Linked DNA regions of Cyprinus carpio: region 2 is linked to region 1. The links are chromatin contacts, called in public Hi-C maps. All regions are on one chromosome and are shown on one strand. Each heading gives the region's core, a stretch centred on a gene start, on an enhancer-like site or on the middle of the called end of the contact. The rest is flanking DNA. Distances are from core to core; before and after follow the strand shown.

Region 1 (4,404 bases), core at 688-3,187:
GATAGATAGAGACAGGCAGATGGATAGATAGATAGACAGAGAGATTATAGATAGATAGATAGATAGATAGATAGATAGATAGATAGATAGAGACAGGCAGATGGATAGACAGACAGAGAGAGAAATGATAGCTAGATAGATAGATAGATAGATAGATAGATAGACAGACAGACAGACAGATAGAGACAGACAGACAGATGGATAGATAGACAGAGAGAGATGATAGATAGATAGACAGACAGACAGAGACAGACAGACAGACAGATAGAGACAGACAGACAGATGGATAGATAGACAGAGAGAGATGATAGATAGATAGATAGACAGACAGACAGAGACAGACAGACAGACAGACAGATGGATAGATAGATAGACAGAGAGAGATGATAGATAGATAGATAGATAGATAGATAGATAGATAGATAGATAGATAGATAGATAGATAGATAGATAGATAGATAGATAGATAGATAGATAGATAGAGACAGGCAAATGGATAGACAGACAGAGAGAGAGATGATAGATAGATAGATAGATAGATAGATAGATAGATAGATAGATAAATAGATAGACAGACAGACAGACAGAGACAGAAAGATGGATAGATAGATAGATAGACAGACAGAGACAGACAGATGGATAGATAGATAGATAGATAGATAGATAGACAGACAGACAGACAGAGACAGACAGATGGATAGATAGATAGATAGATAGATAGATAGACACAGACAGGCAGATGGATAGATAGACAGACAGAGATGATATGATAGATAGATAGATAGATAGATAGATAGATAGATAGATAGATAGATAGATAGATAGATAGATAGATAGATAGATAGATAGACACAGACAGGCAGATGGATAGATAGACAGACAGAGATGATATGATAGATAGATAGATAGATAGATAGATAGATAGATAGATAGATAGATAGACACAGACAGGCAGATGGATAGATAGACAGACAGAGATGATATGATAGATAGATAGATAGATAGATAGATAGATAGATAGATAGATAGATAGATAGACAGATAGAGACAGACAGACAGACAGATAGAGACAGACAGACAGATGGATAGATAGACAGAGAGAGATGATAGATAGATAGATAGACAGACAGACAGACAGAGACAGACAGACAGACAGATGGATAGATAGATAGACAGAGAGAGATGATAGATAGATAGATAGATAGATAGATAGATAGATAGATAGATAGAGACAGGCAAATGGATAGACAGAGAGAGAGATGATAGATAGATAGACAAACAGACAGACAGAGACAGAAAGATGGATAGATAGATAGATAGATAGACAGACAGAGACAGACAGATGGATAGATAGATAGATAGATAGACAGACAGACAGAGAGACAGACAGATGGATAGATAGATAGATAGATAGATAGATAGATAGATAGATAGATAGATAGACAGACAGACAGATAGACAGACAGACAGACAGACAGAGAGATGATAGACAGACAGACAGATAGATAGAGACAGACAGAGAGATAGACAGACAGGCAGGCAGACAGATAGATAGATATATTGAGAAGGAGAGACTAATAGATATTTTGATTTGCACTAATATATTAGTATATTAATATTTCTTACAAAATTATGTATTTCGGATAGATGCATATGGTGATGGGTGGATGGACAGATTACCTCCTATTTTTTTGCTAAATACCTTTAATATTACTAAATAATAGGAATTCTATGGGCAGTAAAGCTGTCTACATTGTTCTTTCAGAGGTAGGACTGCTGTTCAAGGCAAACGGTTATGTGCTAACAACAAAATGTAAACAGTTGCATCACTGAATGAGGGACGAGTCAACATAATTGTCTGTGGTTATCAACTACGTGCCACAACTTGTTTTGAAAGCAGAACATTCTTTATCCAACCCGAAAAGTACTCTGAATACTTCAGATTATTAATTGATGTAATTAATCTTATTGTTTGTCCCCTTATGGAAACGTTTGTGTATAGAAGCTGAATAACATGTTTTCAAGAAAGGTCTGCGAGGAGTTAAAGTAGAAGCGATCACCTCTTCTGTGCTGATCTGTTGAGAAATTCTGCCCTCTCACCGATCTGGGAAGAGAAATCAAACAATGGATAGATTTAAGAAAGGTCACTGCTTTGGTCATGAGGAACACACACGTAAAAATGCACACACACACACACACACAGATGCGACTGTATGTCAGACTTGGCTATTCTGAGAGGCAAGAGACTAGCCTGTTCTTTTCAGTATGAAACTGACACGGGGCCAGGAAAAGCAGGGCCCTTTTCAGCCCTCTCTCTCTCTCTGTGGGAACCGTGGCCTGTGTTTAAAAAATACTAAAACAGGGCAAAGAGTTCCTAAAAAGCAACAACAAAAAAAAAACAAAAAACACACATACACAGCCCAAAAGCATCTCGCAAAAATCCACCCCCCCACCCAACCCCCCCTCCAACTGAATGTGGGAGTTCCTAAAATACTCCTCAGCAGGAAATTCCCCATTCTCAGGCACGTTTGAAACAGCTCCGTTAGAATGCGGTTACAGTAATCCTATTAGTCTAATGGTCTTCCTGCGTCCCCCCAGAGTTCACGTCTTGAGGAGCGCAGCTCGGCTTTATCTCACAGAAACACAGCTGCGCCATTTTGTATTTTTGTAAAAGATGGATTCTTAAGGGAAGGGAAGAAAAGAACTGTCTTTGAAAAACCACTGATGACAGGAAACCCGTATTCGAACATGCAAAAACCAGGAAAAGAATTTGGAAATGAGATGTATGGCATCAAAGAGCACCACAACTACAATATAGTGATGTGATACAAATTATTATTTTGTTATAATCCATAACCTATATTATGGCTGATATTACAGCGGTTTAATATTAAACTTATCTGTCTACCACAAAATAGGAGTTTAAATCACACAAATGCATCACACAGCATGCAGTACATACAGTGTACATGATGACAAAGCAGATCTGTGAACGTATCATCTGCGCATGATGAATAGAAGGAAAGGGTTTTCTTTCAGCACAGATATTACAAAGTAGATAGCACAAGAAATGTATGTCATTTATAAAACTTTAAAAAAATATATTTTTTACCATGGTAAGCACAGTGTCCACCAAAATACTATAGTTACTACATTTATTTGTGAATTAATAAATAAATAAGATTGAGATCTGTCAGTGACGTGGCCTAGTAGTTAGTGCTTGCATTATTTTTACATTTATAAGAGAAAGTATACATTTTAGGTTCATTATATTATATTATATTACATTATTTTTGTATATATAATATAATATATCAAACATTTTGAATCTTGAATAATTTGTATGTATTTATAAATATACAAGAATTATATCATATTATACTATATATATATATATATATATTATGATAACATAATAATTAAACTATAATTTATACTATATATGATTTATATTTATTACATATTAATTATAATAGCCTATAATTATTTTATAATTAGAAATACATAAAAATATTCAGGAAATTAGAAAAATGTCTGAAATACAGTTATCATTAAGGATATAATATATTAAAATAAATGTCTAATAAAAACAGATTTAAGAATACATACAAATTATTCACAAATTGAAAAATATTTCATATCCATTCTTGTCATTACAATTATATAAATTATGAAATTCATATAAGATCTCCTTCAGAAGCTTTTTAAAGCTTAATTTCAAATTTTGATGACAGAAGTGGCTAACACCATATTACTTTTTTAAGTACAAACAATAACTCTAGTAACTATGTTACTTTGGGGAAAATGGTAACAAAGGGGGTCATTCCCTTTAAACTAGCACGTACAAGCTTCAGTGCACACCAGCTGCATCAACACACAATCATCAAGCTGTTGTCCTCCTCATTATGTTTACAAGATATGGCAGATAATTGCTTTATCATGGGGACAGTGTGTGTGTGTGTGTGTGTGTGTGTGTGTGTGTGTATGTGGGTGAGAGAGAGAGGGCAGCAGCTGACCTTCAGTGAGGATCCTCTGGGACTGACACACTTAAAGGGCTTCTTGGCCTCTCCGTCCACAAAATCCTCCACTTTCTGCCTCTTCTCGGCCGCCTCTGCTCTTCTCTTCTCGATCTCCTCCTTCATCCTCCTCTTTTCCTCCTGAAGAATAAAATAAACGCACATTCATCACCTCAAACAGAGAGACGGCACACACAAAAACACCACCAGCAGACTAACTTGGGATCCCAGAACATGTCCTTTTGATAACGATAACGAGACAAATGAACAACAGAACGAAGACGGTCTCTCTGCGGAAGCGTAACGTGAACTGGCAGCCGCCCGCATTCCACAGCAGCTGGGGAATCATAAAGAAGCCTTTTTATTTACACCACGGTTTTTGGCACGG
Region 2 (4,205 bases), core at 1,219-3,718, 39 kb after region 1:
GCGTCTTATGACTATTATCTTAAGGGTTTATTTTAGTAGTAAAAAAAAAAAACATTTTATATTTGACTTTTTAATATATCATACTACACATATACAGTACCCATTATCTCAGAAAAATAACACAAACATACATATAACTACACAATCATAAAAATAAATACACATATAAAAACATACAACACAAAAAAAATAACCACTAAGCTCGACGATTATGAGACATTTTGAGCCCTAACTGTTACCATCATACATATAACTACTCATATAATATCATACTACACATATACAGTACCCATTAGCGGGGGAAAAAGTATTAAAATAACACTTGTCATAAACACTGCAATCATCTACTGCCAAAAAATCTACGCCACCATAATTCAAGAAGAAAAGACAGTATTTTTGACATTATAATAACAACAGTTGCTTAATGTAACTAAGTGGCAAAGACTATTTCAAACATTAGGCTAGCAGTCAAACGGTGTCTATAAACAAAAGGAAGATCCCAGAATTTACATTTTTTGGCCTTTATTTTATCCCATTATAAACGTTTACATGCTTTAATGTGCCTTAAAACACCACATTTCATTTGTACCTCAGGTTTGTCATCTTTTCCCCACTGAGAAACAACCAAAGTCCTTGGCTTTCTAAATGGAGGAAAACACTACCGTCTTTTTTCTTGGATTACAGTGTCATCCTTTTGGCAGTAGATAAAGTTTATGACAAGGGAAGAATTTCAGTTCTCTCAGGTCATTGTGACTTTATTCATCATGATTTACATGAGTGGCTCTGGACGGGTCTGTTGTAAGACGGACCCGTCTAGACCCCTACAGGCAGCCTGTTCCCATAACCCAACAAAGAGGGAGCCAAAACAGAGAAAAGTGCAAAATGGGGGGAAACAGTGCTGTTTTGCATTCCAGAGACTATTCCAATCATCTGTCACCATGTTCAGTCTGTTCCTTTTAAGGCGAGGGCATTCCCCACATATTTTCCAAACACCACACTGTTATCAGATCCCGTTTCATGGCCAATTACTGACCCCACCACGCTTCACTGTCCGTGCTGCTATTCTGACAGCACATCACTCCATCATTCTGCATCCAGATCTTCCCTCAAGCTCTAACTCGTACATCTAAAGGTCAGAGCAATAAAACAAGGTCCCGAGTCACAATCTGACAGATTCTGTACTAAGCTGCATGCACATTGTAAGCTGAATCAGCCGAATGCGCAGCTGCCCTACAGTAGGCGTAGAAGCCTGGCCTGTGCGGTTGTGTTAATAAACGGGGCCATAAAATTAATTTAACAGTTTGCAATAAGTACAGAGCTTGCATTCTTTGCCGGTCGGGATTTACGGGTTCACTGCCAAAACGCAAACAGCAACAATCAAGAAGCTTCATAAATGCATCGCTTTAGTTAAACAAGCACTCAATGGTTCCCAGAAGAGAAATTTCCCAAAGCATCCAGTCTAAACCCCCCACCCCCTCAGCTCCGTCCCAAATCCCACAACAGACATGAATTAAACAATATAAGAATGTTCATGGCCGGTGATTCCACGCCACAAATATTTCGAGAAGAGAGTGTGGAGATGCGGGCAGCCAGAGAAAACTTTAAATCCATTTTGGACGATACCAAGGAGAATCTTAATGGGTTACAGCAGAATCCCTAAATCTAGACATGGGACAGTAGCTCCTATTTATGTAGACTACGGGATGCTTAAGAAGAGGTTACTTACGCAGAATCTCTCAAAAAAGATGCAAAAAAGCTGAAGATCCCTAAAAGAGTTTGATGCAATAAAAGTTTTATTGCAGCAAAGCACACTTAAAACCAATCCAGTCCGGTTCAAAAGAGTATCAAAACACCTTTTTTTTTTTATATATAATTTTGGCAGCTGTCAATCAACCCAGGCATTTTTCTAGAGATGCTGGCTTGTGTAGAGGAAAGAAATCCAGGCTGATTCGTAAATAAGATGCAAGAAGTATGCAAATGGTGGGTGTGGATAGAAAGGGGACAAGAAATAGGATTAAGAGACTTAAATGAACAACTCTCAAACACTCAAATAACAATCAACATGCATCAATGCACAAGTAGCCTATATTTATATGTATTCCAAACCTGAATTACACTAAAAGTGCAAACTAACATATAGCCTAATATTCAACATAGCCTAGGCTACTATAAAATGCATGCAATATAAGCCACGTTTATTTTTAACAAAAGACTTCAGTGAGACTGACGACAAATGGTTAATGTTTTATCAAGCAAGGAGGAAGAGTTGCTAATAAGTGCGTAAAGTTAGTAAACTCGCGTCCAAACATCTGGCGGTGACGGTAAAACTCACCTGCGCGCTGAGGCGAACGAAGTGTGCGTGCTTTGGATGTGCGGAGAAACCTGCAAAGAGAAAATGACTTGAGCTGTTTCCTTCACTCCCAAAATCTCCAGCGCTCTGTAACAGGACTCTGAGACTTTGGGAAGCTCCTCCCTTTAGAAGCCATTCACTCCATCCGACCTCCGCCTTCTTCACCCGCCGAAAGTAGGCCTACAGATGCAGATCCAGACTCGTCTGAAGCACTGGTAACACGATTTAATATCCTTACTCTCAACGAAGAAGCGAACACTACTGCAATTATAGTATTCTTATTAACTTATTATTTAATGTAGGAAAGTAAAATCTTAAATATATAACACAAGTGCCTTAATCCTCACTTTCAAACTCATTATATCCTGTTTTATTATATGTAGTAACGTTATGCCTGCAGCTGAAAAAATGGGAAAACTGATATTTGACAGCAACCTTGACCAAACAATGGTCACGTTGTCCTGAAGGGGTTTATTTTGCGCTTATTAAATGGCACGCACTAACTAAGTACATACGTGGACATACTGATTTGATTTTAAATTTTAATAGTGTTCCTGTGACTCATTTGGTAGAGCATTGCGTTAGCAGCGCAAAAGGTTGTGGGTTCGATTCCTAGAGAACACGTGTTAGGTAAAAAAAAAAATTGTTAGCCTGAATGCACTCTAAGTCCCTTTGGATAAAAGTGTCTGCTAAATGCATAAATGTAAATTGCTTACCTTAACGCTTCCGCGAAGAAAAATAGTCCATTACAATGAACAAAAAAAGTCGGTTTTAGCAACAAGAGGAAAACTTCAAGAATATTATTTACAGTAATATTTTAATACTTAAGTTATCTGAGGTAGTTTCAAGGTAATAGGTAACACTAGAGACTCTATATGTCACCAGTTGACAGAGTGAGCGCGGCGTGATACGAGGGACATGAAAGTAACGCCAGTTTCACTTAACCTAGTAATAATAGTAGTTATTAACGTATATTTTACATTACACATTTTAGCTGACTGCATTTTGTTTTGGATTACTATTGCCCTAACTCGTTTATTAGCCTACATTAATTTGAATGGAATAATTGTGTGGCCTGGCATTTTAACTCTTCAATAATCCCAATGATAATTCAGTAATCATGTAGCCCTAATCAATAAAAAGTTAACTGTAAAGTTTTTTATTATTATTATTATTATTATTTGATGAGGTCATTTATTAATTACCTCAAAAAATAAATATGATTACCAAAATAAAAGGCTGAGCCTCTATACTAGGGTACATTCAAGGATGTTTTGACCAAAAATGTGTGTGTAAGTGTATTGTGTGAGAATCAGACCACAGTATTAGAACTGAGGTCAGTGTGTGTGTGTGTGTGTGTGTGTGTGTCCTGGCAACATTAAAAAGAATGGCTGAAAATTGCATTCTTGAACTCTGGCAAATAAATCAAGCGAACGCCATCGAAGGAAAATTAGGATTTATTAGTTCTACACATGAGTCTGGTGAAACAGAAGTGCTTCACCTCAAAGTGTGAGGAAAATATCTCCCAGTATTTTCCCATGAATTGGAAACCGAGAGCAGTCAAATGTCGATTGCTTTGCCTGTAATTTGGTTACACAGGAGAAGTTGCCAGACATTTTTGGTCCTTTGATCTGAGGGCTTTGCCTGCACTATATTTGCCTGAAGATCTCAGAAGTTTACTTTTATAATGTACTCTGGTTTATAACATCAGGAAAAGACCTGAGATGACCTCAGATATTAATACGAGTTCCTGAAAATATTAGCCGCTTGCCTCAACTTGCACTAAGAAAGGGAATATCTAAAGATTGTCTCTCTCTATGGGAGCACATGAACTTGATTTAACCAGGACGTCTGA

The links. A called contact is a pair of places that touch in the nucleus more often than the background predicts.
Region 2: a contact with region 1 is called in a Hi-C map of liver, with 6 times the contacts expected there. The contact joins the promoter of LOC109046893 here to the enhancer-like site in region 1. A contact is called at or near these places in 6 of 8 Hi-C or Micro-C datasets (liver and skeletal muscle).

The regions. Positions count from the first base shown.
Region 1 is chrB4:4,984,179-4,988,582 of ASM1834038v1, forward strand. It overlaps LOC109046893 (non-muscle caldesmon-like), which reads right to left. Exons shown (of 17, transcript XR_006154615.1): 9 at 4,017-4,157; 10 at 2,061-2,104. Among protein-coding and RNA genes, the nearest start is that of LOC109069510, 12 kb to the left of the region's middle. Within about 2 kb of position 1,938, at least 2 of the 8 cell types and tissues checked have an H3K27ac peak or open chromatin away from gene starts, as enhancers often do. A contact at or near this core is called in liver, where this site is marked.
Region 2 is chrB4:5,022,385-5,026,589 of ASM1834038v1, forward strand. LOC109046893 (non-muscle caldesmon-like) reads right to left here and starts at 2,469. Exons shown (of 17, transcript XR_006154615.1): 1 at 2,333-2,469.